3 separate regions of the Mus musculus genome follow, and regions 1 and 2 are each linked to region 3. A link is a contact called in public Hi-C data. All regions are on one chromosome and are shown on one strand. The core of a region is the stretch at or near the end of the contact, and the rest is flanking DNA. Distances in the headings are between cores, read along the strand shown. Region 1 holds the start of Col6a1 (collagen, type VI, alpha 1). Region 2 holds the start of Col6a2 (collagen, type VI, alpha 2). Region 3 overlaps Gm35608 (a long non-coding RNA gene).

The links. Hi-C and Micro-C count contacts between places; a contact is called where the count stands out from the background.
Region 1: a contact with region 3 is called in a Hi-C map of uterus, with 2.8 times the contacts expected there. The contact joins the promoter of Col6a1 here to the enhancer-like site in region 3. A contact is called at or near these places in 1 of 15 datasets of contacts at CTCF or cohesin (the NIH/3T3 cell line), 18 of 484 Hi-C or Micro-C datasets (the HL-1 cell line, the MC3T3-E1 cell line, bone marrow-derived macrophages and 10 more), 4 of 115 datasets of contacts at active chromatin or transcription factors (the NIH/3T3 cell line, craniofacial prominence, embryonic fibroblasts and 1 more) and 2 of 9 other capture datasets (adipose tissue and liver).
Region 2: a Hi-C map of uterus shows a contact between it and region 3, with 2.7 times the contacts expected there. The contact joins the promoter of Col6a2 here to the enhancer-like site in region 3. A contact is called at or near these places in 7 of 39 promoter capture datasets (the 3T3-L1 cell line, the HPC-7 cell line, cranial neural crest and 3 more), 1 of 15 datasets of contacts at CTCF or cohesin (the NIH/3T3 cell line), 15 of 484 Hi-C or Micro-C datasets (the NIH/3T3 cell line, brown adipocytes, embryonic fibroblasts and 7 more), 4 of 115 datasets of contacts at active chromatin or transcription factors (craniofacial prominence, embryonic fibroblasts and embryonic stem cells) and 2 of 9 other capture datasets (adipose tissue and liver).

The regions. Positions count from the first base shown.
Region 1 is chr10:76,724,360-76,727,603 of GRCm38.p6, reverse strand. Col6a1 (collagen, type VI, alpha 1) reads left to right here and starts at 1,560. Exons shown (of 35, transcript NM_009933.4): 1 at 1,560-1,784; 2 at 2,536-2,665. The coding sequence starts at 1,691.
Region 2 is chr10:76,621,786-76,625,077 of GRCm38.p6, reverse strand. It overlaps Col6a2 (collagen, type VI, alpha 2), which reads left to right and starts at 1,674. Exons shown (of 28, transcript NM_146007.2): 1 at 1,674-1,827.
Region 3 is chr10:76,679,638-76,682,937 of GRCm38.p6, reverse strand. The region is part of intron 1 of Gm35608 (a long non-coding RNA gene); the gene reads right to left. Among named protein-coding and RNA genes, the nearest start is that of Gm35608, 3.6 kb to the right of the region's middle. Within about 2 kb of position 1,932, at least 12 of the 459 cell types and tissues checked have an H3K27ac peak or open chromatin away from gene starts, as enhancers often do. A contact at or near this core is called in uterus, where this site is marked.

The DNA of each region.
Region 1 (3,244 bases), core at 311-2,810, 45 kb before region 3:
CTGGGTAGGGATGTATCCCTGGGCTGAGACCTCCAGAGCACTAGACCCTGCTCCTTCTGTATAAAGCTCATGAACTGGCACCGGACCAGCTAGAAAAGGACGAATACAGCCAGCTGTGTGAAGGGTCTGCCCAAGTTCCTTGGTTAGAACGCCCGTAAGCCACAGCTGACTGCTCTACCTGGGCTACACCCCCCTCCCCCATCCTGAGGCTGCATCTGCAGTATCATCTACCCATCCTGGGGAATATAGGTTAAGTAAATCAGGGTCACAGGTCCAGAGTCAGCCAATGCTATGTAGCCTGCTGGGGTTAGCAGACTGGAGTGCTGGTGCTGTGTATTTTCCTGACCACCCTTTATTCATCACCTCAAGATCCGCCAGGCCTGCTGACAGGGCATGGCTCTGAACCCAACCGGGAGACCTCTATGACTGTCGCTGTGTGATACCATGCATCTGCTACATGACAGGCCCCTGCTCTTTGGCTCAGAAGAGCACATCCTAGAAAGCCCAGCATGGGAATCATGGCTGCCAGTGTGTCTATTCCTGTGTCCGTCAGGGTATCCATCAATACCCAGGGACACACCAGGCCCTGCCCTGAAGGGCTTAAGCTGTCTTTATTGTGCAACCACCCTATAAAGGAAATAGCTCAGCTTGTGGAGGCTCCAAAGGCCAAGAAAAAAAGCCACATGTACAGCATGAAGCCACAGCCCAAAGCCAATGGCCTGATGCTCAGGTTGGGGCGGTGGGTGGGCATGAGATTACTGCCAGGAAGAACATGTGTCCACCATGGTGACATATACTGTAGGGCTGGCATGAGGAGGACAAAGGACACAGTCTCACTGAGTCCTAGGAGTCACTGTCACTTTTCTTTACAGACTTTTATTATTAATGATGCTGAAATTTGTAACCAAGTTTTTGTATTATAATGACTATACCACTCTTCTGGAATTTGCTCTGGGTAAGGATGGTTCTGGCTTTATCTGGAGCCCAGATGTTATCAACACACACACAGAGACACACAGAGAGAAACAGAAATAAAAAGAGACTCTTATACAAATACATCCATGTGGTTAGTGTTGACAACTTGGATTTCCATAATAAAGATCGAAAGATCAAATATCTTTTGCAAGTTAAGTATTTAACTAAGCCAAAGTGACGGCTACGCAGAAATCACCAGCACTGGAGAAAGCCACGTTTGTGGCTCACACCAGAAAGCTGGGCTGCATAGTCCCAAAGGCGGTATTTGGAATGAAACAACCAGAAATATTTCCTGGAACTTCTTTTGGGAATCACAGAGTTTGTTCACCATATATTTTCTTCTATGTTACACTGGACAGTTGACTCTGAGTGGGTAAACATCCCACACACCGTAGCAACAGGAAGTCCACAGCCCAGGAGTGTCCTGGTGCCTAGTACCCGAGAGGAGAGGGCCTTTTTCTCTTCAAGGTTCCAGAGACCCGATGCTGATGCTGTGACTCACTCAGCTTTGAGGCCCTCCCCTTCCTCTCCCCCTCCTCTCCTGATCCCTCCCCTCTTTGCACCTCCCTCCCTCCCTCCCTCCACCCTCCCTGGCTCTCTCCTCAGCTCTGGGCTCTGACTGCAGCAAGCAGAGACAACCTCTCACTCTGCCTTTCCCAGCGCCCACCCTGACCCTGGCCCACATTTGACGGTGACTCGCAGGCCAGCCAGAAACATGAGGCTGGCCCACGCTCTGCTGCCCCTGCTGCTACAAGCCTGCTGGGTGGCCACACAGGACATCCAGGGCTCCAAAGCGATTGCCTTCCAAGGTGAGTAAACTGGCTGTGCTCCCTGTGTGCTGTGTTTAGCTGCCTGAAGGCCTGAAAGTTGATGGGGCTCAATACCCCACAAGGTACTGTCCGGTGTCCCACCTCCCCCCCACCCTTTGTCTTAATCTTGTGGAGAGCCACTAAGAAGGGGACTTTCCCCTTGTCCAAGCCTGCATTCTATTTGGTTCCTGTCTTGAAGCAGCTATATAATACCCGGCTCCCAGCCAAAAGGCCCTGGAGTCCTGTCACCCCGAATCTTGCCATGCTAGGGAGATGACAGGTTGGTAAACTCCAGAGGGACTGAGCAGCAAGGGGAGCCTGGTCCATTTCTGTCCTGAGCGAATGACTGATAATCTCTCTTTGCTTGATAGCCAGCATAGGTAACCTGCCTCTTCACAACTCAGGGGGAGGTCATAGATCTGGTGGCTTTGGGTTGAGACCATAAGGAGAAATAGTCCAGTTCTCCCAGGCAGCCCCTGCACTCTGTAACTGGCCAAGGCCACTGTAACTGAGCAAGGCTCTGTCCAAGGACAGGACACCCTGAGACTTGGCTCTCACTCAGACCCTGCTGGGTGTTACCCACCAGGCAGGTGAGGGGCTGGGGCTGCACTGATCACCTGCTCGGAGCTCTGCTGGTGAGAATGGATGGTGTCTGGCCAGGAAGCCCCTGGCCAGAATGGGGATATGTGAATGGGGCCTTGTGCCCCCAGTGGGGCTCAGAGCATGGCTCATGGGATCTTCTCTGGCTCAGACTGCCCTGTGGATCTATTCTTCGTGCTCGACACCTCGGAGAGTGTGGCCTTGAGGCTGAAACCTTATGGGGCCTTGGTGGACAAGGTGAAGTCCTTCACTAAGCGCTTCATTGACAACCTGAGAGACAGGTAGAATGAGCTTGCCTTGGCCTGTCCTGTAGCTCTGTGGTCCTGGGGTGGGGGTAGGGGTGGGGGTGGGGGTGGGGGACTGGACCTGCAGGTAGAGCTGAGCCTTAACTCCACATTCCAGAAGCTGTCCAGAGCTCCATCCCATGTCTCTGCAGCTCAGAGGGACAGGAGAGAGGATGAGTGGGTGGGAGAAGGGACAGCGGGGAGAGAGGGAAGTCACCTTGTCAATAGGGCTGAGAAGACCGTTCTGAGTATAGAGTTGTGAGGTCTCCATACTCCAAACACACAGACAGGGTCTGAGGAGTCTGCCAGATGTGTAGCTATGCCTTGTGGCCAGAGTTCCCACCTGTCCACATGGGCACTAGAGCCTTCACCTAAGTCCTGGGCTGAACATCCCCAGTGTCTTCATCACAGGGCCTGGGAGGAGGGGACTGTGGGACATAGCATGCTTCATTCACTCTCTTCCTCCCTCCCTCCTCAACGGGGCACTGGGAGCAGAGGGTGTGGCCGAGGGCAGGCCCTGAGGAAGGATGCAGATCGTGAGTCTCTTCCCCTAGCAGGGTCCCCACAGTCAGTCAC
Region 2 (3,292 bases), core at 425-2,924, 58 kb after region 3:
TTGCTCATGGGCACCAATGCAGCTGTCACACACAGACACACCGTGACACAGACAGATGCTCTCTTTCAGGAGCGCGCGCACACACACACAAACACACACACACACACACACAGAGACAGAGACAGACAGACAGACAGACAGACAGACAGACAGAGATAGAGACAGAGAGACAAAGAAACGGAGAGAAAAAGACAGAGTCAGTGATAGAGAGAGGCATAGAGATAGAGAGACAGAGAGATGCAGAAACAAAGAGATAGAGACAGAGAGATGAGAAAGATACAGAGAAGGAGAAACAGAGGGAGAAACAGAGAGAGATAGAGAGACAAAGAGAGGGGGAGGGAGAGAGAGAGAGATGCAAATACCATACATAAGACACTCATGCATACTTACACCTCTGGCTCTAGTCCCTCCCTACCCTCTCAAAAGACCTCCAGCACAGAGCACGGCACACAGCAATAGCTGGCACTGCCCATGAAAGGCTGGTACTGATGCTGCATTGCTAATAGTCAGGTCAGGGCTCCAGGTCCTAGGGACTGCAAGTGGTAAGTGGTACAGGCTGATATCTCTCAGGCTGGGACCTGTAGGGACAGCTTTCAGCTCCCAAGAGGTCACCTTAATGGCATTTTCCTATTCCTTAGAAGAAACACTGGTCCTCCATTACTACTTAGGCACAAGGATCCAAGACACTGTGGAAGGTGCCTTGAGCCAACTTCTCAGGTGTGAGACATCAGAAGAAAGAGATGACAAAGCTTCAATGGGCAGAGGCAGGAAGGTCCTAAAGACAAGGACCTCCAGCAATATGGGCTTACCAAAAGTAGTTCCTCCCTGGACAGGAGGGGGTAGGGGGAGAACACAGAGTGGGACTGGAAGTCAGGGGCTAGATCAGAGATTTACTCAGCTGTATGAGAAACAAGCCTCATCACCCCCACTACCCTGCACCCTTGAGAACTGCCCCGAATTGAGCCCCTTCCCTATCCCTGCCTGTACTTCTCAGAGCCAGTCCTACTCCAGGCTAGAAAGTTAAGGCCCTAGCCATAGCTTATGCACCCTGCCAGCGATGTGAGCAGACCCCACTCAAAGCCGACCTCTGGGATTCTTGGAGGAAAGGGTTATATACCAATGCCAGGGCTCCTACATCTATGCCTGGTCCTCTTGCCTCTTCAGGGCCCTATCAACTTCCAGGAGCCTCAATACCAATTCAGGGCCCGCTGAACCCCAAAGACATACGTTCTTTGCATCCCTTCACTGCACTTTGAAGTTCAACCCCACATCCCGCCCAACTTCAGTCAGAATACTGGGGGTGGGGGGAGCGGGGGAGGGAGCCCTGGCCCAACAGGATAAGAATAGCTTCTACGGGGGGGGGGGGGGGGGGCTCCTTCCTTTACGTAGAGGAGGAGGGAGCTTGAGCAAAGGTCTGGGAGACCTAGGAGTCCAGAGGCTTGCAAGGAAAAATAAAAAAGTCACCAGGCACTACAGCACAGAGATGGTCCAGCTCCAACCCTGCTGCGTGTCCTGGCCACTCCCTCCCCTCGCCTTCCTTTCCTCCCCTCCCCCAGCTCATTCCCCAGCTTCATCTTAGTCCGTCCAGCAGCCCCACCCGCTGACCCCGCCCATCCGCGGGGCCGCAGCGCCCCCCAGCGGTCGAGTTTTCCAGGCATCCGCCCGCCCGGGACAGAGTTAAAGTGGGAGGCCCCTGGCTTGGTCCCCTCCCGTTCAGTCCCGGGCCGCGCCTGGGTCCCCTCCCTCCTACCCACTCGGCGCCCGCACCTCGGGCCGTCAGGACCCGGGCTGTCCTCGGGAAGTACCCAGGCATCTTCTCCAAGCCAGGTAAGCTTCTTCGCATGGTGTCCAGCTGGGACACGCGGGAAAAGGGGGAACAGGATTCGGGGGCTGCACCTCAGGGGTCTAAGGTGAGCACAGTTCTACCCAAACCGAAGGTCCTGCCCCAGGTTCTAGTCTCCAGGTGGCCCCTAGGCCTCTGTTCGACAGAGCCTGGTTGGGGTGCAGGCTTCTTATTCTAGACTCCACAGCTTTCTGCTCACCACTGACAGACCAGATCCCTGCTCCTTCCCCAGTCCTCAGAGTGTCTCACATCTGGTCAGACCCATGGCCATTGCTAGCAGGTCTGAGTTGTCTCCCAAGGGTTAAGGAACCTAAATTGCCTCAATGGGAAAATACGCTGTGACTTGAACCTGCACACAGTCCGTTGTTAGCCTCTCCGTAGGCCCTAAGGAAGAAGGGTAGTCTTCATGGGGAAGGAAGGTAACAGAGCCACTTGAACTAGTTCCTCAGATGGACTTCAAGGGTACTCTGCGGGAGGCAGAGAAGGGAGTCTCAGGTCCCAGCAGTGGGCTAGCCAGGTGCTCTCAAGGGGACACCTCGCCATCTCGAGGTACTCCCACTGTGCTTAAGGAGAGACCAGGCAGGAATCATAAAGATGAGGGTGGACCCAGGAATAATAAAGTCTGTCACTCTTGGCTCTATCCTAGCCCTGAGACTCCCTTGGGCACTCCAGTCCCTTGGGGACTCCAGTGGGCAACCTCAGAGACACCTCTCCTATAGACAGCAACACAGCCCCCTCGTGAAGCCTGGGTATTCTGGGGGTATCTCCATACTCATCTGAGGACATGGAGCCAAGTGCCATAGAGGGACAAGGTACCAACAAGGAACATTTAAGGTCCAGATTAAGTTGCTGGGTTCCTCCCCTTCCCCCAGTTAAATAGTTCTGGCTCTTGAGGCTAGCACACACATAGCAAAGGAAAAAAAGAAACAGGGCATTTGCAGCTTCATCTCACAGAAACTGGAGGTTACACAGGTGTCTGGGATCCCTTAGAGAGAAAAGGTGGGGCCAGAGACTGGGCTTGGACCTAGGGTCCCAGGGAACAGGTGATACCAATTGGGAGGGGTTGAACATAGGGGTTTAGAGCATCCATTCTGAAAGCTGTGCTTCAGTCTTGGGAACAGTGCGTTTCCCAGTGAAATGGTGTTGGGGAGCCAGCACAGACCTTGGAAGAAGTAGTCAAGACTACTGCCACTTGGGCAGTTTGTGTGCTGGAGGGTGGGTTCCTTCCTGTCCAGCAGTGATTTGCCAGCAAATCCAGTGAGCTCTTCTTTAGAGAGGCCTCTAAGGAGGTCTCTCGGCAGGGCATGGGAAGCTACGGGCATCGGAGGTTCTTTGATATGACTCTCAGAATCCAGCCAGCCTCGTTGTGTCTCTTTTGTCCATTCATGAAATCTGAGAGTCTAGAACCCCCACTGCACATGAGCAAACCTAGGGGTACTGCACATGAGC
Region 3 (3,300 bases), core at 683-3,182:
AAGCCGAGGCAGAGACGGTGGGGACGCGGAGAAGCCGAAGATCCAGCTTTATCGTCTGCGGGTTACCTGGTTACAGAATTCACTTAAAGAATTTTTTTTTAAAAAGGGCTTAAGTATCTAATCTTTAAATGCATCATGACAACCAAGGAAAATAGTTTACATATGCCTCATGGTTTTAATGAAAGCCAGGCAACACGAACAGAGGATGCTCGGCCTGCCTCATGTCAGGCGCAGGTCGGGGTCCTGCCCCCCCCCCACTCCTCAGCCACTGTCTGCCACTCTGTGGGTTTCCTTGTGCTCCCCTTGGTTCTAAAGCTCAGGCTCTTTTGGGCTTCCATGGCCAGCTCTGTCTCCTCCATGAAACAGGTTTCCTCTGATGACCAATACCTATGGCCTCAGGCATAGAAGGTTTTAGAGACCTACTATGTCATAGGCAAGGGAAGGCAGTAACTCCAAGTAAGCCGTTCACAGTAGAAAGACACCCAGCAGGCTGGCAGAGCATGCAGACAATACAGGTAGCTCTGGGAAGAAGGCAGACTTGCCACACCCACAGCTAAGGACAGAGAAGATCCTACCGCATCCCCACTACCAACCCCCAGTGCAGAGCTCATATCAGGCTCTAAGGCTCCCTGAGGAAGTGGCGAAAGATCAGTTTTGTCCCTAAGAAGCTCCATCTGGAGGGAATATGTGGCGCAGACCCTCTACACAGCTGCTGTACTGTGCCCTGGGCAAGCCTGCCTGCCTGAATTGTAGCCACATCTCTGACCCAGGGCAGGGCGGCCCGTGACTTGGTGAGCCTCTTTGGACCATGTTTATTGCTCTTCAGGGTGAGGGGAAGGACCCAAGGGAGCCAAGTCAGGAAGTCACACATTTGCCTGGCCACCATCCCAGACATATGGGGGAAAGCTCAACTTGGGAATTCCAGATCTTCCTGTGGTCTAGGGGAGAGCCAAGAAAGGCTGTATTTTGTGAAGACAAATGACCCTCAAAGAGACCCCACATCTGTTGCTCTAGCACTAGTATGGGCCAACCTTGCACCCCCAAAGATGAAGTGCTGGGAACTGTGTCTGAGGTTCTCCCTGCTGATGGTGGAAGCCGGCCACGCCTCAGAAACAGGAACCATCTCTCTCCCTACCCAAGGGTCCTCACTCCCTCTAAGCGAGTCAGTTTGTCTGAGCCGCTCACATAGCCTAGGCCTGAGAAGGGGTTCAGTATAGGATATAGGACCCAGGGAATGGGAAACCTACATCTATAGCTACATTGCCTGAGCAGTTAGAAGGTGGGGGTGGGGTGTCTCTCTGCCATCCCCCTCAAGCCAAGCACCTGACCTGCTCACCCTACTCTGCTTCTTTCAGGTGACACTTGGTGTCAGTATGGTTGACCGAAACCTCATACTCGTGAACTATCTCTGCTGTCAAAACACCACCTCCTCAGGACCTCTTTGGGGCTCCTGCCTGGACAGGCGCTGTGTGCATAGTAGAAATGCCTGAGATAAGGTCATTGGACTGCCTGCTACAGGAAGCGCTATGAAGATGTGCCGTACCTGGGACCATCAGCTAGGAGTCATAGTACTGGCCTGCAGAGCTGGGATGCTTTGCACTACCTGGTGTGTCCTGCAAAAGGAGACAGAGGCCTGGCTCATACCATGGTCTGCACATCATGGTTGCTCCAGCCTGGGTCTCAGAGAACATTCCCAGGACACCAGAAAGAGCTAGGAGCTTACCCTGTGCTTGGCAGTACGTTTCTGGAGCCACCCACAGATGAGGCCCAAGTTGATGTCCCCATCCTCAGGAAGCAAGAGGGAAAACTGCTAAGAAAATTAGAAGTGCTCTGGCCAGCCCAGAGTCACAGGGAGATCCCCTAAACTGAGCCCCTTGCCTTTCCAGGCCCTCCCCTCACAGGAAGCTGACCCTCCTGCTGCCTGCTAGGACTCATCCCTTCTCTGGAACATGTCAGACAGCTCCAAATAAACCCAATAAGGAGCACATCTGCAGGGGCCTCCTCAGAACTAAAGCAAAAGGGAGGCAGGCAGCCCAGGGTAGTCAGCCAAGTCCTGGGTGGGGGCTGCTGTAGGGGCTGGTGGAGAAATGACTAAACCATTGTGCTCTCCTGTTCTCTCTCCCTCTCTCTCTGTCTCTCTCTTCCTGTCTGTTTCTCTGTCTCTGTCTCTCTGTGTCTCTGTGTCTCCGTGTCTCTCTCTGTGTCTTGTGTGTCTCTGTTTATCTCTCTGTCTATCTCTCTCTGTGAGTCTCTCGATGTGGGTCTCTTGCTGTGGGTCTCTGTGTTTGTCTCTGTGTCTGTCTCTGTGTGTGTCTGTCTCTCTGTGTGTGTCTGTCTCTCTCTGTGTGTCTGTCTCTGTCTCTCTGTCAGTTTTTCTCTCTCTTCCTTTTGTCTTTCACAGCATGGCCACTATCCAGGGTCCAAGGTGATCCAGGAAGAAGCCAGTGGGCATGCTTCCCCTCGGGCTCTTCCATGGGGAAGACTGGGATTTGGTTCCTCTTGGCCCTGACCTTGGCTATGGATGGGAGCACTGCCTCCCCGCTCCTCTTGGGGAATGAGAGCTATGCATCTTTAAACTATGCAGGTCCAGGGTTGCTGAAACTACACCTCTGTACACAGAGAGGTTCCTTTTAGAGACTGCCAGCATCCTGTCCCTGTTCTCCAAGATGCTTGCTGCAAGTAGCAAAGAAAAAAAAAAGTCCCCTATAGCACTGTCTCCTTAACTTGTCCCCCTCCTGTTGATTTCCCAAAGTCGTTGACTGTTGGATTTCTGGGGCCACAGTCAAGTCAGGAGCCCTGGACCAAGCCAAAAACATTGCAGGGATGCTAGATGTACCCAGGAGGGGGACCTCAACCTTTTACCCAGGTTCCAGGTTCTCTGTAGCCATTTGCCTTAGGGTTACTGTTGCTGTGATGAAACACTATGACCAAAGTAGCTTAGGGAGAAAAGGGTTCACAGCTCAGTTCATCACCAAAGGAACGCAAGCAGGCAGGAACCTGGAGGCAGGAGCTGATGCAGAGGCCATGGAGGGCTGCTGCTTACTTGCTTGCTCCCCATTGCTTGCTCAGCCTGCTTTCTTATAGAACCCAGGATCATCAGCCCAGGGATGGCACCATCCACAATGGACTGGCGGGAAGGAAGGGAGGGACTTGGGAGGGAAAGTGGACAGGGTGGGGTGGAGCAATGGGGGTGGGTGGGTAGAGGGGAACCTGACCTGGTATTGGGTGAGGGAAAAGGACTGAAGCCCTGAGGGCCAGCAGAAAGAATGCAAACAGGCAACCTCAGGAAATAGGAGGTTG